Regions from separate parts of the Neogale vison genome. Here region 1 is linked to region 2. A link is a contact called in public Hi-C data. All regions are on one chromosome and are shown on one strand. The core of a region is the stretch at or near the end of the contact, and the rest is flanking DNA. Distances in the headings are between cores, read along the strand shown.

Evidence for each region. Hi-C and Micro-C count contacts between places; a contact is called where the count stands out from the background.
Region 1: a Hi-C map of muscle shows a contact between it and region 2, with 5 times the contacts expected there. The contact joins the promoter of DCAF17 here to the promoter of TLK1 in region 2. A contact is called at or near these places in 2 of 3 Hi-C or Micro-C datasets (fibroblasts and muscle).

The regions. Positions count from the first base shown.
Region 1 is chr3:67,985,841-67,992,566 of ASM_NN_V1, reverse strand. It overlaps DCAF17 (DDB1- and CUL4-associated factor 17), which reads right to left and starts at 5,305. Exons shown (of 14, transcript XM_044242318.1): 1 at 4,802-5,305; 2 at 4,300-4,403. The coding sequence starts at 4,927. METTL8 (mRNA N(3)-methylcytidine methyltransferase METTL8) reads left to right here and starts at 5,399. Exons shown (of 11, transcript XM_044242325.1): 1 at 5,399-5,609.
Region 2 is chr3:67,752,842-67,759,072 of ASM_NN_V1, reverse strand. It overlaps TLK1 (serine/threonine-protein kinase tousled-like 1), which reads left to right and starts at 3,482. Exons shown (of 21, transcript XM_044242314.1): 1 at 3,482-3,749. The coding sequence starts at 3,611.

The DNA.
Region 1 (6,726 bases), core at 4,056-6,555, 230 kb before region 2:
AGGTGCCCTAGATTGGACTTCTTTAGAAAACATGCAAGCCAAGTAGGGAGTGACATAAAATATTTAAAGTGAAACAACCCCCAACCGCAGTCCTTTAAGACTCCTGCACCCAATTCTAATATGAGGGGAGTGGAATTCTCCCACACACAACACCCAGATACCAGTAGAGTATCCAAGAATTCAACTTAATTCTTACACTGTCTACTAGGAGATAGCATCAGATTCCACAGGTTAAGGATTCAATCCAGTAAGACTGCCCTCCACAATCACCCCACCTTCAGATGCCAGTTACAAAGCCCCTAGGCTGTTACCTGTGTTTCTGACCCATGGGCTACAGATTGGGCTTCCAATGACCTTCTCTTTAGTTTCTTTGATAGTGGCTCATAGAACTCAGGGAAGCATTTACTTATGTTTACCAGTTTATTAAAGGATATGATAAAGAATACAATCAACACCTAGATGAAGAGATACATAGGAAAAGGTATGGGAAAGAGGGCATGGAATTTCCATGCTCTCTCCAGGAAAGCCACTCTCCCTGCATCTCCAAGTGTTCACCAACCCAGAGCTCTTCAAACCCAGTCCTCTTGAAGTTTTATGGAGGCTTCATTGTATAGTTGTGATTGACTAAGTCATTGGCCTCTAGCTGATTCAATCTCCAGCTCCCCTCTGTTGCCTGGAGGTCAGGGGTCAGTGCCAACCCCCTAATCACATAGTTGATCCTCCAGGCAATAAGCCATTACACTTGGATGGGGTCTGAAAGTTACCTTCATTAATAACAAGATACCTACCTTCACCTTTACAAGTCTGATGTATTTTCAGTAACTACAGATAAAAAGCAAATATATCTGAGAAAAATATTTTGGTCATCTGAATGACCAAATATAGATTTTTGTTTTTTAATTTAAATTCAATTAGCCAATATATAGCACATCATTAGTTTTTGATATAATGTTCAGTGATTCATTACATATAACACCTAGTGTTCATCACATCACGTCCAAATATATATTTCTTATAAATACTTATAATACACTCAATCAATCCAGAATTTTGTATTCTGAGAAGTCATCCTTCAAAAGTCAAAAAGAAATCAGGTTTTCTCAGATGAACAAAAATGGAGGGAATGTGTTGCTGGCAGATCTGCTTTATAAGAAATGTTCAAAAAAGTCCTTCAAAGAGAAAAAAAATTATATAGGTCAGAAACTCAGATTCACCTTAAAAAAGGAAGAATGTTAGAAAAGGAATAAATACAGGCACCTGGGTGGCTCAGTCAGTTAAATGGCTCAGGTCACGATCTCAGGATTGTGCCCCAAATCCAGCTCCACACTCAGCAGGGTGTCTGCTTGAGATTCTCTCTCTCCCTCTGCCCTTCCTCCTGCTCATGTGCATGTATGTGCATGATGCTCTCTTTCTCTCTCTCAAATAAAATAAATAAATAAAAGGAATAAAGGTAAAATAAAATCCTTTATTTTTCTTATTCTTAACTGATTTAACAGAGAAAAATTTATCTGTCATAATAATAGCATAGTAACATAATAATATTATTGTCATAATAATACCAGCAATAAGGTATTCAGGGAATATAGCTCATGGGTAAAGAGAATGGCAGCAATGTTATAAAAGGCAGGAGGGAGCAATTAGAAATACTCTAATATAAAGTAACTATGCTACACATGTAGAGCTATAGCGCTACTTGAAAGTGATTTAAATTAGTTGTAAATATGCATTGCAAGTTCTAAGGCAACCATTAAAAAAATTTTTTAAAAGAAGTATAATGGATATGCTAAAGTAGACAGAAAATGGAATCATATAAAATGCTCAATTAAAAGCAGAGAAGACAAAAAAGAATGAAAGACAAGAAAAAAAAACAAAAAGCAATGAATAGAAAATAGTTACATGGGAGTATATTAAACCAACAGTATTAATCACTCTAAATGTGAATGGTCTATACCTATTAAAAGGCAGAGACTGTTAGAGTGGATCAAAAAACAGGACTCGAATACATGTTGTCTACAAGAAACCCATTTCAAATATAAAGAAACAGATTATAGTAAAGGAATGGATAAAGATATACCATGCGGATACTAATCAGAGTCCAGAGTGCTAACCATTACACTATGGAACCCATGCGGATACTAATCAAAAGAAAGCTGGAGTAGCTATATTAATTTTAGACAAAGTTGACTTCCACAAAAAAATTATGAGGGATAAACGGTGGCATTACATAATGATAAAGGGGGTCACTTCTTCAAGAAGGCATAAAAATCCTTAATGTGTATACCATCTAACAACACAATGTCAAAACATGTGAGACAAAAACTGACAGGACACAAGTAGAAACAAATCTACTATTATAGTTGGGAGACTTCAACATGTCTGTCAGTAACTGGTGGGTCCAGCAAACAGGAAGTCTATAAGGATATAGTTGAAATGAACAGTACTATCAGTCAATGGGATCCGACTGACTTCCAAAAAATATTTCATCCAATAACTGCAGAATACACATTGTTCTCAAGCTCAGATGAAATTCACCAACAGACCACAATCTGGGCCACAAAACACACCTTTACAAATTTAAAAGAGCGGAAGTAATACGAAGTATTACTTTCAGACTACAGTGGAAATAAATGAGAAGTCAATAACAGAAGGGCGCCTGGGTGGCTCAGTGGGTTAAGCCTCTGCCTTCGGCTCAGGTCATGATCCCTGGGTTCTGGGATCGAGCCCCACATCGGGCTCTCTGCTTAGCAGGGAGCCTGCTTCCTCCTCTTTCTCTGCCTGCCTCTCTGCCTACTTGTGATCTCTGCCTGTCAAATAAATAAATAAAATCTTAAAAAAAAAAAAACAAGAAGTCAGTAACAGAAAGCTGGAAAATCCCAGAAGATTTGGAGATTAAACAACAGACTTCTAATTAACACATGGGTCAAAGAAGTTTCATGAGAAATTTCAAAATATTTTTAACAAAATGAAGACGAATAAAATATATGGACATTTGTGGGATGCAGCAAAAACAGAGCTTGAGGGAAATGAATAGCACTAAATGTATATATTACCAAAGGAGAGAAAATTCTGGGTTGGTGAACACATACAGATTTAGGGACAGTAGTATGCTCAAAAAGCATGGATATACCATCCCCCTTCCCACATATCCACATATCTCATCTATCTGGCTGTTCTTGAGTTATATTCTCTTATAATATACTGGTAATCTACTAATAGGTCAATCACAAAAGACCACATACTATGTGATTCAATTCAGATGAAATGTTCAGAACAGGTGCATCTATAGAAACATAAAGTATACTAGTAGTTGCTTATGGGTAATGTTGATGGGGCTACAGCTAATGGAATAGGGTTTCTTTTTGAAGTGATGAAAATGTTAACTGTAGTAATGGTTGCCTATATGAACCACAATGGTTCACCAAAATTCCTATCATTGAATATGAATTTCAACAAAAACCATAAAATTGTATACTTTAAATAGGTGAACTGTATTATATGAATTATATCTTAATAAAGCTATTAAAAGAAAGAAAAAAGTCCCTCTTTTTTAGAGAAGTGAACTTAAGTGTGGTGTGGTGTTTCGAATATGCTTTAAAATACTTAGTAAAAAGGTCAAGGAAAAGGTGGCAATGGGTTAGAAAAGCAAATGCAGCAAAATGTGGATCACTTTTGAATCTTGGTAATGAGTATAGGGAGGTTCACTTATACTACTCTCTTTGAAGCAAGTTTAAATTTTTCTCTTAAAACAAACAAAAAAAGGCAAGTACTTCCAGAACAAAACAGGGAAATTCTCTAGGGGGTGCCTGGGTGGTTCAGGGCATGATCCCAGGGTTGTGGGATTGAGGATTGAGTTCCCTGCTCAGCAGGGAGCCTGCTTCTCTCACTCCTCCCTGCTCCTGCTCTCTCTCTCTTTCTCTCGATAACTCTCTCTCTCAAATTAATAAATAAAAATCTTAAAAAAATTTACTCTCTAAAGCAGTATCTAATTATTAGATACTTGGCTTCCTTAACTCTGATATCTTTCAAGCATAATAAAACATTATACCATACCCGAGCAACCCATCATTTTGCCTGCACTATAAATTCGTTTTAAATTGGTATTTGCAAAAATGAAATCTCTAACTTCGAATTTAACAAGATTTTAAAATTACAACCCATTTTTACCACTTACTCTTATTTTGGGCTAATTTTTTCATTCTTCCTATTTCATTAAGCACTGAAATAGCATGTGGTTCTATAAAAATTAGTAAAGATTAATAGTGAGGTGAATTAAAGCAAAAATGTTCATCAAAAAGATACCTGCTGACACAGCACCGATAATTGTCAAAATATATTCTTCCTCTCTCATAGGCTATAGGTGACTTGGAATGAGTTGTCCACACATTCTTAAATTTAGTACTTTCCTGAAAGACAAGGAATTTTGGTTTAAGGAATAACTCGTAAGTCTCTACCGTGCACCGATTTTAAGTGGGATAGTTAAATCTACAGTATTCAAAGTAATCCTACGTACGTTATTTAAAACATTATGTTCCTATCTTCCTCACTTTGCCCTCGCGTGTTAAGCGGGGTGACCAAATTTCTGGAAGATCATTTGCAGGAAGACATAAGCGTAAAACTAAAAGCATCTGCCGGTTCTAACAGATATTTACTAACTCCCCAGGTTCAGGGCCTGGATTCCCCTGCTCAAGACATGTGATCTTCTTAAAAAAGGGCTCTAATGCAGAAAAACTGCGCCCCGGGAGGAGGCTTGGCCGCCAGTCGCCCCCTGCCCTTGGCCCCATTCCCAGCCGCCGGCGATCACCTGGCACACCAGCACCCTCAGGATGCCCAGGTTCGTCCTCTGCACCACGCCTGCGTCCCGCGAGAAGAAGCCTAGAGCCCGGCGACTCAGCTGGCGGCACACGTTGGGTTTCTGAGTTGGGCCCATGGAGGCAAGGGCCAGGTGCGGGGTTGGCTGGACTGAAGAGGGGAGCGCCCCTCTCTCCCGCGCCAGGCAGCGGCCGTTAACTCCGAACCTCCAGGCCCCAACTCCTTGAGGGGCCCAGGAAAAGCTGACACCGGGAGCCGGGCCAGGAGCGCACGGCAGAGGGGCGAGATAACACGGATCGGCACGGCCTGAGCGCAGAGTGAAGGAAAAGGCACCCCCCTCCGACCTGCCCCTCAAACACTCTGCAGCTCGGGACCCGGGTGCGGGCAGTGTGACGCCCCCGTAACGCGCGGCCTGCGGGAGCCGTTCGCTCAACAAGAAGTGTAGTTCCCAGAGCCCTTTGAGGAAGCCTGGCTAATTCCCAGAACTACAATTCCCATCAGGCGGCGCGAAGGGAGCTCTTGCGTCGGCCCTGCCTCCAACCAGTCGTGGCCCCGCCCAGCCCGGCCGCGAGGAGGCTGCGCTGTGCGGCGGCCACCCCTTTCCGGCTCTGCACGCGGCGCAGGGCAGAGCCCCGGGGGCGCTGTGCTGCCGCCTCCTGGTGTCGGTTTACTGTACGAATTGTGCCGCCCCGGTACCCTCACTCCCCGGACTTTCGTTCTGGGAGGCCCTGGCCGGGTGCCAAGAGGGGCGCTGTATCGAGTGCGACCCCCCCTCCCCCAAAGCAGCGTCCATGCTAAAGGTACGCCCCGCGGCTTTCCCCTCCGTCGCACGTTGGACGTTGTGGATGAGGTTGACGGTTAAACATTTTGGGTCTATGAACATTGTTATTGAATGATGAGTTAGTGGTGGAAGATGCTTGCATTCCCACCGAACTAGGGTTGAATTACTCTTTTCCAGAGCTCGCTTTTCCGTGGCCTGTGGGGATACAGGCTGGTTTCGCAATAATTACTTTCCTTCCTCTCGCCTCTTTTTTTTTTTTTTTCTTTCCTTCTTTTGGTAATAAAATAGGAAATGTTTACATTCTTACCGGACTAAGATATTCCACGTTGATTCCTCTAAGTAAAAGGTAACTTTGTCAGCGACCCCTGCCTGTAGGATCAAAGTTCCCACGACACTACATTTTCAGTAATCGTTCACTCTGTGTGCCCCATTGCTTTGCCAGCCCCTTGAGGGTGGTGTCTTTGCTTCTTCCACGTGGGCTCGGCTCGCTACCTGCTACCTCTCGATCCTACTTGGGCGAGAGAACGATCGCCTCTGACTGACAGAGCCGAGTACCGTACTGGGTGAGTGCGTTGGGTCACAATTTAAGTGTTGAGTAACAATTTGTCACATCTCTTTTTAACCCTGCCGAATTTCCTTCAGGGCCTGGGCTTTTGCTGATTTTTCATGACTTATTTACAGCATACTGTGGAGTGCTATGTGTATTTTTAGAGCGCGCTATAATAGTTAATTTGGTAATTCATGAATGCAGCTGTCACCGAGAAAACTGGGACCCAGAAACAAAAACTGGATTTTCTTTGGATGGAATGAAATTCAAATCATTGCTGACTTAAATTCATCATCTCTCACTTCTCATTCCCCTTCACCCTCACTTGTTTTGTCTTCCTGTGGTTTTTTATCCTACCACCAACTCACCCAGAGGGCTGTCTTCCTGAATACCTTCCTTTCCTCACCCACAACCAGATCTTTTTGACTCTAACTCCTATCCGTCTCCTTTTTAGATCACCTAAGTAATTTAGGGCCTCACAATTTTATCACATTATTATATTAAGTATCCTCCTCCTTGCCTTAAGTACTTACGATTCCAACCTTCCATGCTGCTGCCAGAGTGGTTTTTCTAAAGCACAAATTTGTCA
Region 2 (6,231 bases), core at 2,233-4,732:
TTGCAAATATTTTTACTATTATATATATATAAATGGAGTCTAATAAACATAGTTGTAAATTATGACCAGGGTATAGGTTAGGGCTCAGATACTCTCTTTTGTATATCCTTCAAGACCTTTTATCCTCTATTGTTCCCTCACCTGTATCCCAGTTCACTGATCTTCATCATTCATTCATTCATTCCACAAACACTGATGGAGTCCTTGGTCTGTGCCAAGCATGGTACTAAGGGCTTGAGTCTGTCTTCAAGGAGCACTCAATTCACAGAGGGAACATTTTCCCCAGCTCATCCTGATTGTTTCTGGGCAGGTGTACTGCATTCTCCTTTTACTTACTCAGTTTACTCCTGTGTTCTCATGCTGGCTGTCTCTCTGGGAATATTTCACAAAGAACCTTGCCCAAACCCCCCCTTTCAATGATCTTTCCTTGCCTTTTTTTTTTTTTTTCATTTCTCCTTCCCCAGAGTGGCAGGTGTTCCTTGCTCTCTGAATCCGGACTCTCCTGACGGTTTCGTACCTTGTCCTATTGTTCAGGTCATCACTCTAGTCATCCCATCTATCTCTATCAAACAATTTCTGAATCCCTGTATACTAGCTGATGTGCAAGATGTGTGAGCCTCTATTCACCCTTGAAGTTTTCATCTATCATAATCATTTCATAGAATTATGGGTTTGTATGATTTTAGTTTTAATTACTTAAAAATGATCCATTTTCCAAGTTTAGAAAATCATAAAGGACCAAAGAATAATTATCTAATCTCACAGCCCAAGGCTAGCTAGTATTAACTGTTTGGGGTATAACCTTGGAGTCATTTGTTATGTATGCTTATACACAAATTGGGGTCATACCTTTTCACTTACTACAGTGTGAACATTTGTCATCTATTTCAGTATTCTTTGAAAACCTGATTTTAAATGATGGCATGGTATTCCATTTTTAGGTTAAGGCGCCTGGTTGGTGTAAAGATAACTTGAAGCTGTGGAGAAGGCTGGGAGGAAGATAACCTACCACCAAATCTCTTTGGTTGGGTTTGTTTACTACCATAGAGGAGCTAAGCTCTGTTTGAAGTTTAGGCATTGGAAGGCCCTTTAGAGACCACCTAGCGACACTAACCTCTTTTTCATAGGTGAGGAAATTGAATCAAGAGGGACTGTTAACCTGCTGAGACTAATTCCCAGCTGTCTTGACTTCCTCTGTTTTGCTCATCTCACCACAATCAGCTAAGCTTAGTTTTAAAATACAGAAAGATCATACATTTACCTACATGTTTTTTAGAGAAACTCTGCTTCCCCTTAGAGTGCATGTATTTGGTATAAAAGTTGAATATTAAGGTCCTAGGTATGTATCCAAGAGAAAAGAAAGCATATGTCCACACAAACACTTCTACAGGAGGGAAAGTTCACAGTAGCACTATGGGTAATACCCTGAATGTGGCAATTGTTCTTCAGCAGGTGCATGGATCAACCAAGACAGTATATTCATACAATGGAATACTAGGCAATAAAAAAAAAAAAGCAACAATGTAGATGAAACTCAGCTATGTTGAGAAAAAGAAGCTAGACAAGTACAGACTGTAGATTCCATTTATTTTAAATTCTGGAAAATGCAAACTAAGTGACAGAAAGCAGATGTGTGGTTACTTGGGGAAGGGGTTGGAGTGTGAGAGAACATCAACAGGGTAGAGGAAACTGTGGAGACTGATAGACATATTCATTATCTTGATTGTAGAATTGGCTTCATGGTTGTATACACATCAAAACATACATACTGTACACGTTAAATATGTTTATTGTATGTCAGTTACACTTCATAAAAACTGTTTAATTTGTGAGTTCTGCCTTTTAATTTGAAAAGAACATGACTAAAAACTCACTAAAGAATCTGAAGCATAAGAAACCTAAAATTACTTCTGGAGATAACTGACAACCAAGGTTCTATTCTAGTATGATAGTTTATCTGAACACAACATTACTGTGAGAAATGCAAAGTCATAAAAATAAAAAATAGAAATGACATTTTTGTTCCCCTGGTAATCATACCATTTCCTCCTGTCTATGCAGTTGCTCTATATCATAATCTGTTTAGTGTTCTATTCAATTTTTTTTTTTTTAGAGAGCAATAACCTTGCTGTATTTTCCCTGAACTATTAGACTGCTCTTTTATGAACAAGATGCCCAATCCCTGGTGTGTCTTACGTGTGTGGGTGTGTAGAAAGCTACACTGTATCTATAAGTTATAGCAAATGCTGTAATTTTCCTTGGGATTTTCTAGCCGGGACTCAGCAGTGGCATGGAAACAAATTGGAACTTTCTAGAAACCATACCCTCTTCCACAAGATGAACACGGGACAGTTTCCTTAAATATGAGTTAATAAAATTTTTCTATTTAGATTGTCAATTTACTGGGGTTTTTTTTTTGTTGTTGTTGTTGTTTTAAAGAGCTGCTATACCACACAGAGTACACAACACCAGTAAATACTCTTTTTTGAAAACATTCAAAGTTTTTATTTTCACCCACCTTCGCCCCCAATTTAGTTTCTTAGCTCTTTTATTCGATAATCACTCCCCATTCTGCAGACGGGGAGACGCACGCAGGTTTTTGTTTTTTGGGGTTTTTTTTTGCACGGTACAGAGGGGGAAGAAAGAAGCAACTCTTAACTTTTCAGTTCCATTTTGAGAAATGATCACCTCGAACTCCTGAGAACTACAGCCCGGCGAGAGCAAAAGCATTTCTCCCCAGGCTGGGTCTAGGTCGGGAGCCAGGCGCGCTTCCGCGGGAGGTGGGGGCGGGGGAGTCAGGTGGCAGCGGAGCGGGAGCCGGAGCCTGAGCGACGCGGCGGGGGCGCGTGCGGGGTGCGCCTCCCTCCGGCCGGCGCGGGGTGGCGGCCCCCGCGCACGCGAGTCGGCCAGCCCCCGGCTCCCGCGCCGCGCTGCTATCCGCGGGTGCGCCAGGGGCGCCCGGCTCCCGCGTCTCCTCCTTCCCTCGCGCGCTGGCTCCCTCTCCACAACCCCCCCGCCCCCAACCCCTGGCAGGTCCCTCCCCCATGCCTGCTCCCGCGGCCGCCGCCGCCGCCGCCGCTACCGGAGGCGCAGGAGCCTCGCGATAGTGTTTGCACAGGCGGCGCGTGACGCCGCCGCCGCCTGTAACTGATGCAGAGGTTACCCCGCCGCCTCAGCCGCCACCCACCGCCCGCCGCCGCCACCCAGGCGACGCCGGGGGCAGACGCACTGCAGAGGTGCCGGCAGGTTCCGCTCGCGGAAGTCTCAGCCGGCGCAGCCCGCACTCCGCCTGCACTCCGCCTGCACTCCGGAGGGCGCCCCCTCGACGCCTCCGCCGCCGCGCTCCTTCCCTCCGCCTCTTCCCCGGCGCACCCGCCTGCTCCCTCGCTTCTCCCCCTTCTCCTCCTCCCCGTCCCCTCTCCTCCCCTCACCTCTTCCCTCCCTACCTCCCCCTTCTCGATTTCCTCCCCCATCCCCTTGACTCTCCCCTCCCAGCCCTCGCTCCCTCGCTCGCCCTCAGCGCGGCCCCCGCCATGACGGAGGCGGGTGCCGGTGCCGTTGCCGCCGCTGCCGTCGCAGGGGGGGAGTCGGGTTCCCAGAAAGTAGCTTGATGAGTGTCCAAAGTAGCAGTGGAAGTTTGGAGGGGCCGCCATCTTGGTCCCAGCTCTCCACGTCTCCAACCCCGGGCTCGGCGGCGGCGGCCAGGTCCCTGCTGAATCACACGCCGCCATCCGGGAGGCCCAGGGAAGGTAAGCGCCGTCGCGCCCGCGCCCGCTCGCGGGCCTCCTCTCCCGCGCGGTAGCCCCCGCGCCCCCCGGGTCTCTTCCCTCGACCCCAGGGTGGGGGATGGTGGCGGGGTGGACGCGAGGCCGCCCGGCTCCGGGGAGGTGGTGCGCTGGCTGTGGGTGGTGGTTCGCGGGTGGCGGCGGCGACGGACGAGGGGGTGCGCGCTGGAGGGGACGGGGCGAGGCGCGCAGACTCGTATGGGATTCCTAAGAGCCAATACTGCTAGGGTAGGAAGCCTCCCCCCCGGACGCCAGCCCCTTTCTGCTCCATTTGCCAGTACACTCAGTACTCTTAACCTCCTGGCCTCCGGTCTCTGGTGGGTTTTCCCTCTGGTTGAAGCATTCACCCTTGAGCCCCCTCCCCTTCCCTCGCGCACTCCTCCCATAGAGGCGGTCCCGGCTCTGCGAGCTTTGCAGCCCGGGACCTGGAGGATGCCCTCGCTAGCAGGGTCCCTGCCCTTTCGGGAGAGTCGCTTAAATTATCAAAGCCGGCTTTGATCCGCTGCCTGGCCCTTTAGAGCAATTTGAACGACAGACTGACTCGTGGGCAGGCTTTTAAAACCACCCCCTCCAGATGGCTGCAACTTTCTCTCCTTCGCCATCACCTCCTGCGTGTTTGTGCGTTATCTCTTTTTTGCAAGTAGACTACTGTTCTCTGACAGGGTCGTGGATTTTGTGGGAAATACCGGCGTAAAGGTTAATGCAAACACGCACCAGATCGGTTACAATTGTTTTCTAAGTTTTCTGGTTTCTTGCATGCAAGTGTGCTGCCACCAGATGTAGCAGTTACACAGCTAGTAAGACGCAGGAGTGCTTTTTGACTAAAATTTCAACTTGCTGTATTTAACTTTAAGTATACGACATAAAATGAAATTTGGGAGAACACGCATTTATGAGGGAAGAATAAATATGCATGGAATAGCGTTTAACGCTCTTTTGTCTGGGAAAACGTTCAGCGGTCTTCATCAGCAATTGGTAAATGGGTTGTTCACTCCCAGTTGTGTCTCACAAGGAGACTGTAGCCACATTTTCAAAAAACGTCTGGAAGTCCAAGAGTGATGAATCCTTCAAAGAAACCAGGAGCTTTGATTTATGTAGGAAATGGTGGGGTTAATTTATTTTTAAAATATCTCTCAATATTTACTACCCAGCCTTGACAATTGTAAATCAAGTGTTTTGTGCCCTGAATCTGGTGGTTCAGGCATAGCATTCTTTGTCATTTTGTTCCTGTGAGCATGTGTGAAAGTGACAATAGGCTCAAAGATTGGCATGAATTTGCTCCAGAAAATTCATGGAAAGGTTTGATTTATGGCATCCATTAAACATGCTGAAAGCACCGACAGACATTTTTCCCCTTTTACATCTCACCCTCAACACTGAGTTCTGATTATTAGAAGATAAAAGTTTATTTATTGAATAATTCAAATTTAGTGCATCTGGCGATTTTTCTTTTTGCACTTGAAAATTTGTAAGTGAATGTTTCAAAATCTATTTTGTACATAGAGCAGTTGGTGCTTTTAGCGTGCTTCTATTTTTGTAGTTTCATTAAGATGCTTAATAATAGTGTTATCAGGGGTAGTGTAATGAGTGGTGGTAAATGATGGTCTTGGAAAAGCCCGTCTTTTTTTAAAGGCTTTATCTTTATTTTTCATTCTTTCGTTTCTCAGATGTTTATTGAGCCAGTCCCTGAGGACATAGTGTTGAATTGTTCATCTGTAACATCAACTATCACCATTAGTAATTTGGGGCTGCAAAGTCTAGATTGTGAGTTTTTGAGGTTACTTCTACTGTAGTTAAAGAAAAACAAACCTTCTGTAAGACAAACCATAAGAAACTCTTTTTTTTTTTTTTTTTTAATTATTTTATTTATTTGAGAGAGAGAGACAGTGAGAGAGAGCATGAGCGAGGAGAAGGTCAGAGGGAGAAGCAGACTCCCCATGGAGCTGGGAGCCTGATGTGGGACTCGATCCCGGGACTCCAGGATCACGCCCTGAGCTGGAGGCAGTCGTTTAACCAACTGCGCCACCCAGGCGTCCCCCATAAGAAACTCTTAATCTCACAAAACAAACTGAGGGTTGTGGGTGGGGTGGGTAGGGAGAGGGTGGTTGGGTTATGGACATTGGGGAAGGTATGTGCTATGGTGAGTGCTGTGTGAAGTGTGTAAGCCTGAGGATTCACAGACCTGTACCCCTGGAGCTACTAATACATTATATGTTAATAAAAAATTTAAAAAAACTTCTCTACTATTCTTCAGTTTTCCTGAAGATTGAAAATTCTTAGGGGTTAGAATAAATTAGCTTGGACTTCCAAATAGACAGAATTCTTTCTAGAAGTTTGGATTATAGTAGACTTTTATGTAAAGTAAATTAGTGAATCTTTTGTTACTGAAGTAAGACATGCTTTTGTGATTGTGGTATTTCACCAAGTACCTCTGTGGCCACAGTAA